Regions from separate parts of the Mus musculus genome. Here region 1 is linked to region 2. Evidence: chromatin contacts called from public Hi-C data. All regions are on one chromosome and are shown on one strand. Each heading gives the region's core, a stretch centred on a gene start, on an enhancer-like site or on the middle of the called end of the contact. The rest is flanking DNA. Distances are from core to core; before and after follow the strand shown. Region 1 holds the start of Colca2 (COLCA2 homolog). Region 2 overlaps Sik2 (salt inducible kinase 2).

Region 1 (4,993 bases), core at 1,305-3,804, 380 kb before region 2:
CAGGTCTACCCTGAATGCTTGTATCACCCCCAGAGACCCTTTAGCTGAGCTGTTTGTTAGATACTCTATATCTAATATACTATGTCTGATATATTTTTAAGTTTTCAGACTTTTTTCTAAAGATTTTTTAATCTAAAGCTTGGGTTTTTGTTTTGGTTTGGTTTTGGTGTTTTTTTTTTTTTTTTTGGCTTTTGTTTGGTAGGTTTATTTTTTGTTTTGTTTGCACTTCAGACAACTCGGGGATTAAAAGAGAGAGGCCTATACCATCACTTTATCTGCATTCCTGGAAACCTCCTAGTTATTTGCAAAGGGGACCCTTCTGTCCCCCTGTGACATCTTGACCTGACATTCCATATCACTCCAGTCTCTTCATCCTTCAAATCACAGGACAGAGAGCAACTCAGGCAGAGCTTCCAAAATACACATCAGCATGGGTCGGAGTTACTCATATTCATGAGGGATCCAAGAAGACAGGTTGGTTCCAAATTCCTCCTACCTCTCTCCTCAGAGCCTTCAAAAGAAAGAAAGAAAGAAAAAACCATGCCCTTCCTCTAAAGGAAGCAGGAGTTCTATGAGGTAAAAAGTCTGGGGTTCGAGGAATTAAAAACAAGCCAAAACATAGGAATAGGGATTGCCACAATGCAGCAGTGGAAACCTGGCCTAAAGGAATCTCAGGTGGGTCAAGGAAGCTGTGCTGGTCTACAGCTCCAAAGAGCAAAGAGCGCTGATGTTTAAGGACTGCTTGCTGGAAGCCCAGTGTCTGTGACCTAGCAGGAGGGAGGATGCAGACTGGACAGGCAAGCCTTGTGGCCAGGCAGGGCCAGAGGGATACAAAGCACAAAGTTTTGGCCTCTGCCGTCCTCTGACCTGCAGCCTGGGCCCAAAGTGGCTCTTTGCTGTGCCACACCCTCTGTCTGCCATGTTCATTCCCCAAAACCTGCCATTTCCCCTTAAAATGGAGAGTGGACAAGAGAGATTCAATGTGGCTGTCCAACCTGGTTCAGGTGGTCCACAGGGAACAGCCTAGGTCAGTGGGGACTTCAGGGCAGCCTTTGAGGCACTAACATAGAGCATCTTTGAGGACACCTGCTCTGCCTGTGGGCAGGTGGACAAAATGTTTAAAATAGGAGAAAAGCAAGGGTCAGGACCCAAAGGGATCTCCCTCTCTGTTTCTCTGGACTCTCTGTGAGGTGCCTGTGTGCAGGATTTCTGCAGAAGATAGTCCATTTTGTTAAGCCTTTGAATATTCAAATTGAAAGTATCGCGCAATCATTGATTGTCAAATCATGGGTTTCTAGAGGTTTTAAATACTTGGCATGAGGGGGAAAAAACTCAAACCTATACCCGAAGGTATAAAACATTAATTCTGTGTGTCTCCTGATCCAGGGACCTGGGTGCTGCCTCGTGTTTTGTGAAACTTTAAAAATGTCGCATCTCTGCCTTTCTCCCTGCACAGGAGCCTTCCTAGGTGCTGAGTCTCTGAAGCTGCAGCATCCAGTCTCCAGCCCAGCTCCTGCTGACCAGGATGTCGGGTAACTCAGATGCTTTTCCAGGGGTCGGGTCATGAGGGCCAGGGGCACTTGGATCCGAGTGTATTTCCTCTGCTTTTCCTGCGTATAACAGAGAGGCACAAAGTCAGGGAATAATAGTCAGGGCCGGGCATGGATCCAGAGAGGACGCGATCCCGCTGTGTCGGGTCCCTCTGGGTGACTGCCCCCCAGAGCAGAGGCCCAGAGACCCATAAGGCCACTCCGGACAATCGAGTCCCCCACGCCCCTGCCTGCCCTTTCACTTTTCCACCTTGGAGTCCTGGGAATTTGGAGGCGCCGACCTTGTGAGCCCAGAAGCGGCGGCGCGGGGGAGCTAGAGGCTCACGGTGAGCCCTGGACTGGAGCAGGACGCACCCGGCAGGGAACTGGGCTGGGGCTGGTCCCGCGTGGACCCCGAGGCGCGCCCGCGCTGCCTGCAGATCCCAGAGCCGACCCAGACAGTGGGGATGGGAGGAAAGGAGACTGGAGCGGAGTGGGCGCGTCCTGGCACTGCAGCAAGACAAACCGATGCCCAGGACCGGGAAGAACAGCGCACTAACTTTCCTTAGGGATCCTAACTTTCAGGATCTGGCTCGTGGGTGGGGGTCTCCCTGCTGTCCAGCCGCGGTCCCTACACTAACCAGGCGAGGCGCTGGTGGCCTGGCACTGTCTCCAAACGCCTAGGCCAGGGGCCACTGTGCTCCGCCCCTCCCCGTGATTCTAATAAGCGCTCTCTCCAGGGTCAAGGTCGGGTGGGAGTCACACTGGGCTTCTAAGTCAAACTCTATTCGGAAAGTGCCTCTGCCGGGTCTAGCCTGGCCTAACAACCAGTCAGACCTACTCACTGCGCTCTGCCGGGACCCCAGGCGGTCACCGGTCCCTCCCAGCCGACCCCCGCCTAGCACAGCCGGCTACTTGGGCTCTCCCAGGTCTCCCGGCCCAGCTCTGCCGGCTCAGGGGCGGCCCCTTCCGGAGGGCTGCCTCTAGGCGACTGCGCGGTCCTAGGGAGCCTCGGGATGCCATTACTCCAGAGCTGCAGCTCTTGCTGGAGAACTCTCCACAGCTCAGTTCTCCAAAAGCCTGCACCGGAAAGGGAGGGGGTGGGAAGAGATGAAGAGAGCGACAGAGTCGGAGACTAGAGGGAGGAAGGGGGTGAGGAAGAAAAGACATTTTTGAAAAAGAGAAAGGACCGACAGGAGACTATTTCCCGATCTTGGCTCCTTTTCTGGGGTCAGTGCAGTAAGTCCTTAACAGGGCCAGGACAGACTGACTGCCCCGACCCCTGTAGCTTGTCGCTTGTTTCAGGGCTTGCTTCCAGACCAAGGGCACCACAAATAAAGGTTGTACTTCCCCAGAAGCCATGCCTGGATTGATAGAGGAATACAGTGGGGCGGGGGGCATGGGGAGAGGGGCTGTTGTTCACATTATGGTGAGGTCCGCGAGATCAGTTGGAAACAGAGAGCACCCCAGATCCACAAGCTGAGCCGGAACCCCAGATTTAATATCGTAGCCAAAATAGCAGGCTTGTTTGACCTCCCTCCACATTCCAGAGCAGAACAGCTGGTACTGTCCTGAGGATGGGGCCCAGCTAGGGATGAATAATTTCATAGATGCCCACAGATACTGTTCCCACTAGGACCCTGAAGCACCTGCCTGTGCTTAACCTTTTCTAGTTTGAGAAATGTGGGTATTTTTTAACGTTATCTTTTCTTTCTTTTTCTTCTTCTTCTTTTTTTTTCTTTTCTTTTTCTTTTTTCATTCTCTTCGTGTGTTCTGCAAAGGTAGAAACTTGGCCTTGGGTATCCTAGCCTTACCAAGGGAACCCTCACTGTATCCCCTTGACACCCAAGCTTTGAAACTGACCACTAACCCTGTTGCCTCTCCCCAGAAAAACCTAAGGTGTATCAAGGCGTCCGTGTGAAGATGACCGTGAAAGAGCTTCTGCAGCAAAGAAGGGCACACCAGGCCACCTCAGGGGCAAACGTAAGCACCACCCTCTCCGTCTCTGTCCCTCCCAGTCCATCGAAGGCTTCGTTCAGCCCTGTGTCAGGGAAGATGCAGAGGCCACCCATAAGCACAGCCCTGTTCAGGGATTCTTACATCTGTCCCCAACTTCCCAGGTCACCATAGGCAGCCACCAAAACCTGTGGGACATGGTGTAGGGCTCAGGACTGTGGGAGGCTCACCTCTCACTGCTCATAGCTGAGTGGGGAAGGCTTCTTGGTCCTCTGCAAGGAAGAGAGGCAGCCAACAGGTTAAATATGTTTTTATAGTGTTAAGAGAGTATAGATACAGCCCCAACAAACTCATTGAAAAAAAATTATCTCCCAGAAACCCACCTAGTTTCTCTGTAATTTAGGCTCTGAGGTCATGTATATGAAAAACCAGCAGTCACTGGAAGTCTCTGGAAGAAAAGGCCTCTCTCTCTGGAATACACAGAACTATGACAGAACTGATCTGGGTAGTCATAAGACACTCTGACACCTCACATTTATAACCCAAGTGCTTGGGGCAGCTGCAGAACCATGTAAACTAGGCGTGCTTGTCCACCGAGAGAGAGTTCAATTTGAAGAGCCTTCTACACGTGACACTGTTAGTGCTTGTGGGTAGGTGTAGGTGTGGAGGGAGGATCAGACAGGATTCCAGTCATCTATGACTTCACTGGTCTGGTCAGCATGTGATCCTGTGCAAGTTCCATGTTGGACTTCATGAATGGAACTTTGGCACCTCAAGCAACAGGAGGGAGAAATTATGGAGTGATGGTGAGATAGGTTTCTGAGCCAGAGGACTTGGGCTTAGTTCTCAGTGACTCTGTGGCACGTGTCCTCCGATACATTGACTTACTAGAGGCTTCTTTGTCTGTTCCCCTAATTGTTCTGTTGAAAGCTAAGAAGAGTTGTATAAAGGCTAAATAAGTGTTTAGGGGCATTCTCCACAGAGAGTGCTCAACAGATCACTAAAGTAAATTCCAACCAAGGGTGGATGGGCCGTTTGCACTAATGTGTATTACACCTTTCTCTCAGAACTTAGAGTTGAAGCACATTTGCTATGATTTGATACACACAGCTAGATAAATTAGTTGTCCCCATTTGCAGAATATCAGGCAACAGTAGAATGTTCTTATAATACTAAGGTGGATTTTCAGTGATTCTTTGTTCAAAGTACCTTTGTATATTCATTATTTCATTTGATTGTAATGATCAGATGACATGAAGAGATCAGAAATCTGTATGCCTCATGACAGCTAAGATCCAAAGTCTTGAAGTTAGAAACAGGCTAAAGGTAGAAACAAGATCATCTTATTTTTCAGTATTGGCTCTCTAAACTCATCTTTCTACAGAGCCGATCATACTAACAGGAGTTTAATAACCTCAGTAGTTCATAACTATACCATTAATAAAACGAGGACCAGGAGCTTGGTACTTGCAGAACTCGGCTTCAGCCATACCCAGAGCATCCCACTT
Region 2 (4,881 bases), core at 2,294-4,793:
ACCACAGCAAAGCTTGGAAACCCAGTACCTACAGCATCGACTCCAGGTAGGACTTAGCTTTCTTAGTCTGGCTCCCTTTATCATGGAAGCCTGTTTTCCGTTATGTAAGGTAGCTGTTTTATTCCTTATAGGCAGGTAATTTAATCCTACACTAGTGGCTAGAAACATGCTCAAACTTAGCCTTATTTCCTATGTTGACAGAAGGAAAGGATAATGCCATCACATGCTGGGAAAGAGACCTGGCCTACCTCTAATTTTATAGAATAATAAGATAAATCTGTAATCTACAGAATTTTAGCAAGGCTGTCTACTCTGGTATATAAAGATCCAAAAAAATGACATGACTGACATAGGTCCCATTCAGAATGAATCACTTAACAGGCACTGGGCCTTCCCGTCAAGAATGAAGTCTGCTTTTCTCATTGTTCTCCATGAGCGTCCCAGTCCTGGAAGAATTTCATAAGTGGAAAACAAGTAGGCAAGAGCTAGATGCCCAGACCTGCTGACCTAACGCCACTCGTCCAGGGTTCTAGTGGGCAAGTGTCCATGCTTTCACCTGGGATTCTGGAGGCCACGTCTAGATACACTACCAAGACAGGCAGCCAAAGGGTGATGCTATCACCTCATCTGCATCCTAGGTAACAGCATATGCTTAAGCTCTTATTGCTCTTCTGACCTTCCAGAAGCCCAATCTTCTGCCAAAGGCCCAGAGTCCTTGTCCAGTGTATTGTAAAGAGCCACCTCGGAGCCTGGAACAGCAGCTACAGGAGCATAGGTAAGGAAGCCTTTGGCCAGTAAAGTCAGTTGTTTTCATGGCAGCCTGAAGAATGCTTCTTCTAGGACCATGCACTGGTTACATGGTCATTGTCTGTTCAGGCCTGGTGTTAATGAGACTGTTGAGAAGCCTGGAGTATAAGCTGGCCAGGTGGCAGCAGCCCCTAATGCGCTCTGCCATTTCCTTGTATTTCTCTGGGCTACGCTCAGCCCTAAGCTTTCAGAAGCAGTGGCCTAAAGCAGTGATTGGGCGTTCCCCGTGGTGCTGTTTATGTCAGCTGCTCGGCCAACGGGAAACCACCCTAATCATCACCCTGCCAAGATGGTCTCTGTTTCTGAGCAGTCTTCGTAGTAATTAGAGAAAATGTATAGGCGCTCACTTAGATCAGAGGGGTCAGTCAGATAGGAGCAAAACCCACAGTGGTGAATTCTTCCTCTGACTTTCCCCTTGCATGGAAGAGAGAGAAATAGTGGGTGGGGGTGTCAGGTGTGATGGTGCATGCCTGGGATCCCTTAGTCTCCTGTGACTAAGACAGGGGGATACAAATTTAAGGCCAGCCTGAACTATATGTAAGATTCTCAAAACTTAAAAAAAAAAAAAAATAGGAAACTGGAGTTCATGCCTGGTATTGCATTTATATTACACTCACTTGAGATATAATCTTTTGGTGTTGCCAATTTAGGCTCCAACAGAAGCGACTCTTCCTCCAGAAGCAGTCTCAGCTGCAAGCATATTTTAATCAGATGCAGATAGCAGAGAGCTCCTACCCTGGACCAAGTCAGCAGCTGGCTCTTCCCCACCAGGAGACTCCACTGACATCCCAGCAGCCCCCATCATTCAGCCTGACCCAGGCCCTGAGTCCTGTCCTCGAGCCCTCTTCTGAGCAGATGCAATTTAGCTCTTTCCTCAGCCAATACCCAGAGATGCAGTTGCAGCCACTGCCCTCTACTCCCGGCCCCCAGGCTCCACCTCCCTTACCCTCACAATTGCAGCAACATCAGCAGCCACCACCCCCACCACCACCCCCTCCACCACAGCAGCCAGGAGCTGCTCCAACCTCCTTACAGTTCTCCTATCAGACTTGTGAGCTGCCAAGCACCACTTCTTCTGTACCAAACTATCCTGCTTCCTGTCACTATCCTGTGGATGGAGCCCAGCAGAGCAACCTCACAGGGGCGGACTGTCCCAGGAGCTCAGGACTTCAGGACACCGCATCTAGCTATGACCCACTGGCCCTCTCTGAGCTCCCTGGACTCTTTGATTGTGAAATGGTAGAAGCTGTGGATCCACAACACAATGGGTATGTCCTGGTGAATTAATCTCAATCAGGAAGTGAGGTGGCTCTAGTGAAGGCAGACTGTGGATTTGTATTTTTATTCCATCCATTTAAATTTAAAGCTTACTTTTCCCCTTTTCCCTAATGGGGAAAAATCGGGTTTCCCAACTGGAATCAGGGTTTGACTAGGGTAGATGTTCCTCCTGGCTCTGTCCTACCACAGAATTTTCTGTGCCAAGGGCTAGAATGTAGTTGGAAGCGGGAGTGTATGCCCTAAGGTAACATGGAGCAAGCTCTCAAAGGAGGAACCAACAAATGTTTGTATAAAGTGACAGCATAGACCTAGGTTTTACACCAAAGATTCATTTACCTTGGTGAAAGCAAGGCAAATTGTGTGTTGTATATATCACATAGTGGGAGGGAAAGGGGATACATTTCCCTAAAGCCAGGCTAGGCAACAGCAAAGTACTTCAAGGCATATCAAGATGTTGATGCAGGGTGTCCTCAAGACCATCACAAAGCAGCAGAGCCTAAGTTGTGTTTCCAGGACACTTGAGTAGCAGCTGGTACTGATCCCAGAACCCTGTCTGGGAGCACGCAATAACACCTTCTCAACAGTGCCCCTGGATGGCCGAGTGTTAGGATGCGCAGGGTTCCAGAGCCCTCACCTGTAACAACAGGAGCCTCATCCCAGTGGAGGCTGAGGCAGAAACCAGGGAGCCTCAGGAACTTGGGCCCTGTGCTGGGAAGCCAGGCTCTTCCTGCACAGCCTCCAGGAAGCCCCTGGAGTGTGCTGTGCTGGAGTGATTCCTTTGGTGACTCCTGCTCCCCACCGTGCTGTCCTGAGCTTATGGAGCTTTGCACGTTGGGCAGGCAGTTTCATACAGGGCTTAGACATTTTAAAGACGCACAACAAAGGAACTTTCACATGCCCTGTGTAGTGTGTGCCTTCCCCAGCTCATCACACTCCTTTCTCTAGGAACCAAGCTTTCCAGTTATGTCCTGCTAAACCCAAAGGTTCTTGAATCTGTTTCCACCATGTGGGATCTGAATTCTCCATTCCTTAAACTTTTGATTTGTATGAAATGTTCATGTATTATAGCAATATCAAAGAATCTCAGATGTGTTAGCCATTTATGAGAAAAGCTTAACCCTTTAATTGAAAAATAGATGCTGTACCTAGTCAACAGATATCTAAAAGTAACTAGTAATCTGTTGTTTGCACAGTGACATCCAGGTGTTACAGGCTCAGTATTGTTTATAAAATTATAATTTCTATTCTTTAGAGTGGCTTGTCCAATCAGCAGATGAATGCACTAAGCACAAAGCGTCTTCCTTAAAGCACAAGAAGAGAGCTACTCCACAGATGCTGCCTCTAGAAACACCTATAAGTTGCCTTTCCTCTCTGTAGTAAGTGTCCAGGCAGGCAAGGGAAGACTAGGCATGGGAAGTCTCCGGAGAGCCATCCTGGCCCGCAGCCCAGCCCAGCTCAGCCCCTGCCAGTGTTGGTGACTCAAGCAGTCCTTGAGGCTGGCCAGAGACTGTAGTTGTTGGGCTCCCCACTGGTGCCAGGCTGCTTTGGAAATGCGCTCTGCTTGGAATTGGGCTGTGGGTTACAGCAGGAGTAGATAGCAGGAGGGACTGTCATTTTGTGATTTAATAACTAAAAATCCAGTAAGGATAATTTGTGTTTCTTTTATTCATTCTATTCCTCCTCGTACTTAAGATTGATAATTTCATTGGAGAGATCATTTCATTAAGATCTCTGATATGTTTAAAGCTTTGCAAAATAAGCCAAGTTATAAAGTGGGGCTTGATTTCTTTAGACTGAAGGAGAATGTTGTCCCAGCATTTACTGCACAAGTGCTGTAATATTGACAAAATGAAAATGCCTTCCAGATTGAAAATGGGGGCTGCTCATTTCAGGACTGCAGGATCAGACCACAGCAGATTGGCATAAACCCCTGTCCCCCAACAGGGTTGTGAGCTGCTTAGCCCGGGAGACCTAGCAGCTATGGCAGGACAGTTAGGCAACAGATGAGGGGCTGCGGAGAGGCTGTCAGAAGTTTAAAGGCTGCAGAGAGAAGCTGGGAACGCTCATCAGCGGCCAAGCCTGTTAGGCACTGACACAGAGAGGAGGTGAGGACAGTCGCCTTGTGAAGACCGAGAACCATCCTGCCGGAACCTGTCGTAAGCTCCCATTTCCTCCTTCCTTCCTTTCAAGTAGACATCCCTAGTTCCACGGCTACCTTTATGTCCTGAGGTGGAAGCTGGTGAGAGCAATGGGCCCTCCACTCATCTGATTGCTTCTGTGTCTGCCCCCACCTAGTGACTCATGGAAGCTTCCAAGCCTTTTCTCCTCACAAGTACTAAAGTAACACTAAGAAGGCTTAGGCTCTCTCGTGGAGAGGCAGCTTTGTAATACTGACGTGTCTGCCTGTCGGTTCACATCAGCAGTGTGTACACTACTGTATAGTAACCCTTAGCTTTGTTACTGTAAACTAGCCTCTCCAAAGAGACTGGTGATCCAAACATGAGGTAAAATTTCCATTCGGCAAAAAGTGCAATATGTGTGGTACTCTTTTATTTTTTTGTTTATGGTCTTGTTATCCAGGGGTATTACTCTCTGCTTTGGGGGAAATGCATTGCTTCTGCAATTTCCAGTTGGGCAAGTGTGTCTCTAGTATTTATATGCAACTGACATGCTGGTCCCTGTAAGGCAAATAGAGGATGTTAATGCAACAGAAGACAACCGATACGGGTCCCACTCCTCTATTCCAGGGAGCTGCGTGACCAGCACCAGCCCTCAACTTGCCCCAGCATGGCTGCC

The links. Hi-C and Micro-C count contacts between places; a contact is called where the count stands out from the background.
Region 1: a Hi-C map of pancreatic cancer cells shows a contact between it and region 2, with 5 times the contacts expected there. The contact joins the promoter of Colca2 here to the enhancer-like site in region 2. A contact is called at or near these places in 2 of 39 promoter capture datasets (the 3T3-L1 cell line and neural stem cells), 1 of 484 Hi-C or Micro-C datasets (pancreatic cancer cells) and 1 of 115 datasets of contacts at active chromatin or transcription factors (pancreatic cancer cells).

The regions. Positions count from the first base shown.
Region 1 is chr9:51,276,115-51,281,107 of GRCm38.p6, reverse strand. Colca2 (COLCA2 homolog) reads left to right here and starts at 2,554. Exons shown (of 5, transcript NM_001195681.1): 1 at 2,554-2,768; 2 at 3,418-3,512. The coding sequence starts at 3,453. It overlaps Gm32819 (a long non-coding RNA gene), which reads right to left. Exons shown (of 9, transcript XR_003948163.1): 2 at 3,869-4,993; 3 at 3,716-3,757; 4 at 1-3,570.
Region 2 is chr9:50,892,538-50,897,418 of GRCm38.p6, reverse strand. It overlaps Sik2 (salt inducible kinase 2), which reads left to right. Exons shown (of 16, transcript NM_178710.3): 13 at 1-46; 14 at 684-775; 15 at 1,458-2,075; 16 at 4,030-4,618. The coding sequence ends at 4,060. It also overlaps a transcript of Ppp2r1b not described here. Among named protein-coding and RNA genes, the nearest start is that of Gm25558, 7.0 kb to the right of the region's middle. Within about 2 kb of position 3,543, at least 77 of the 459 cell types and tissues checked have an H3K27ac peak or open chromatin away from gene starts, as enhancers often do. A contact at or near this core is called in pancreatic cancer cells, where this site is marked.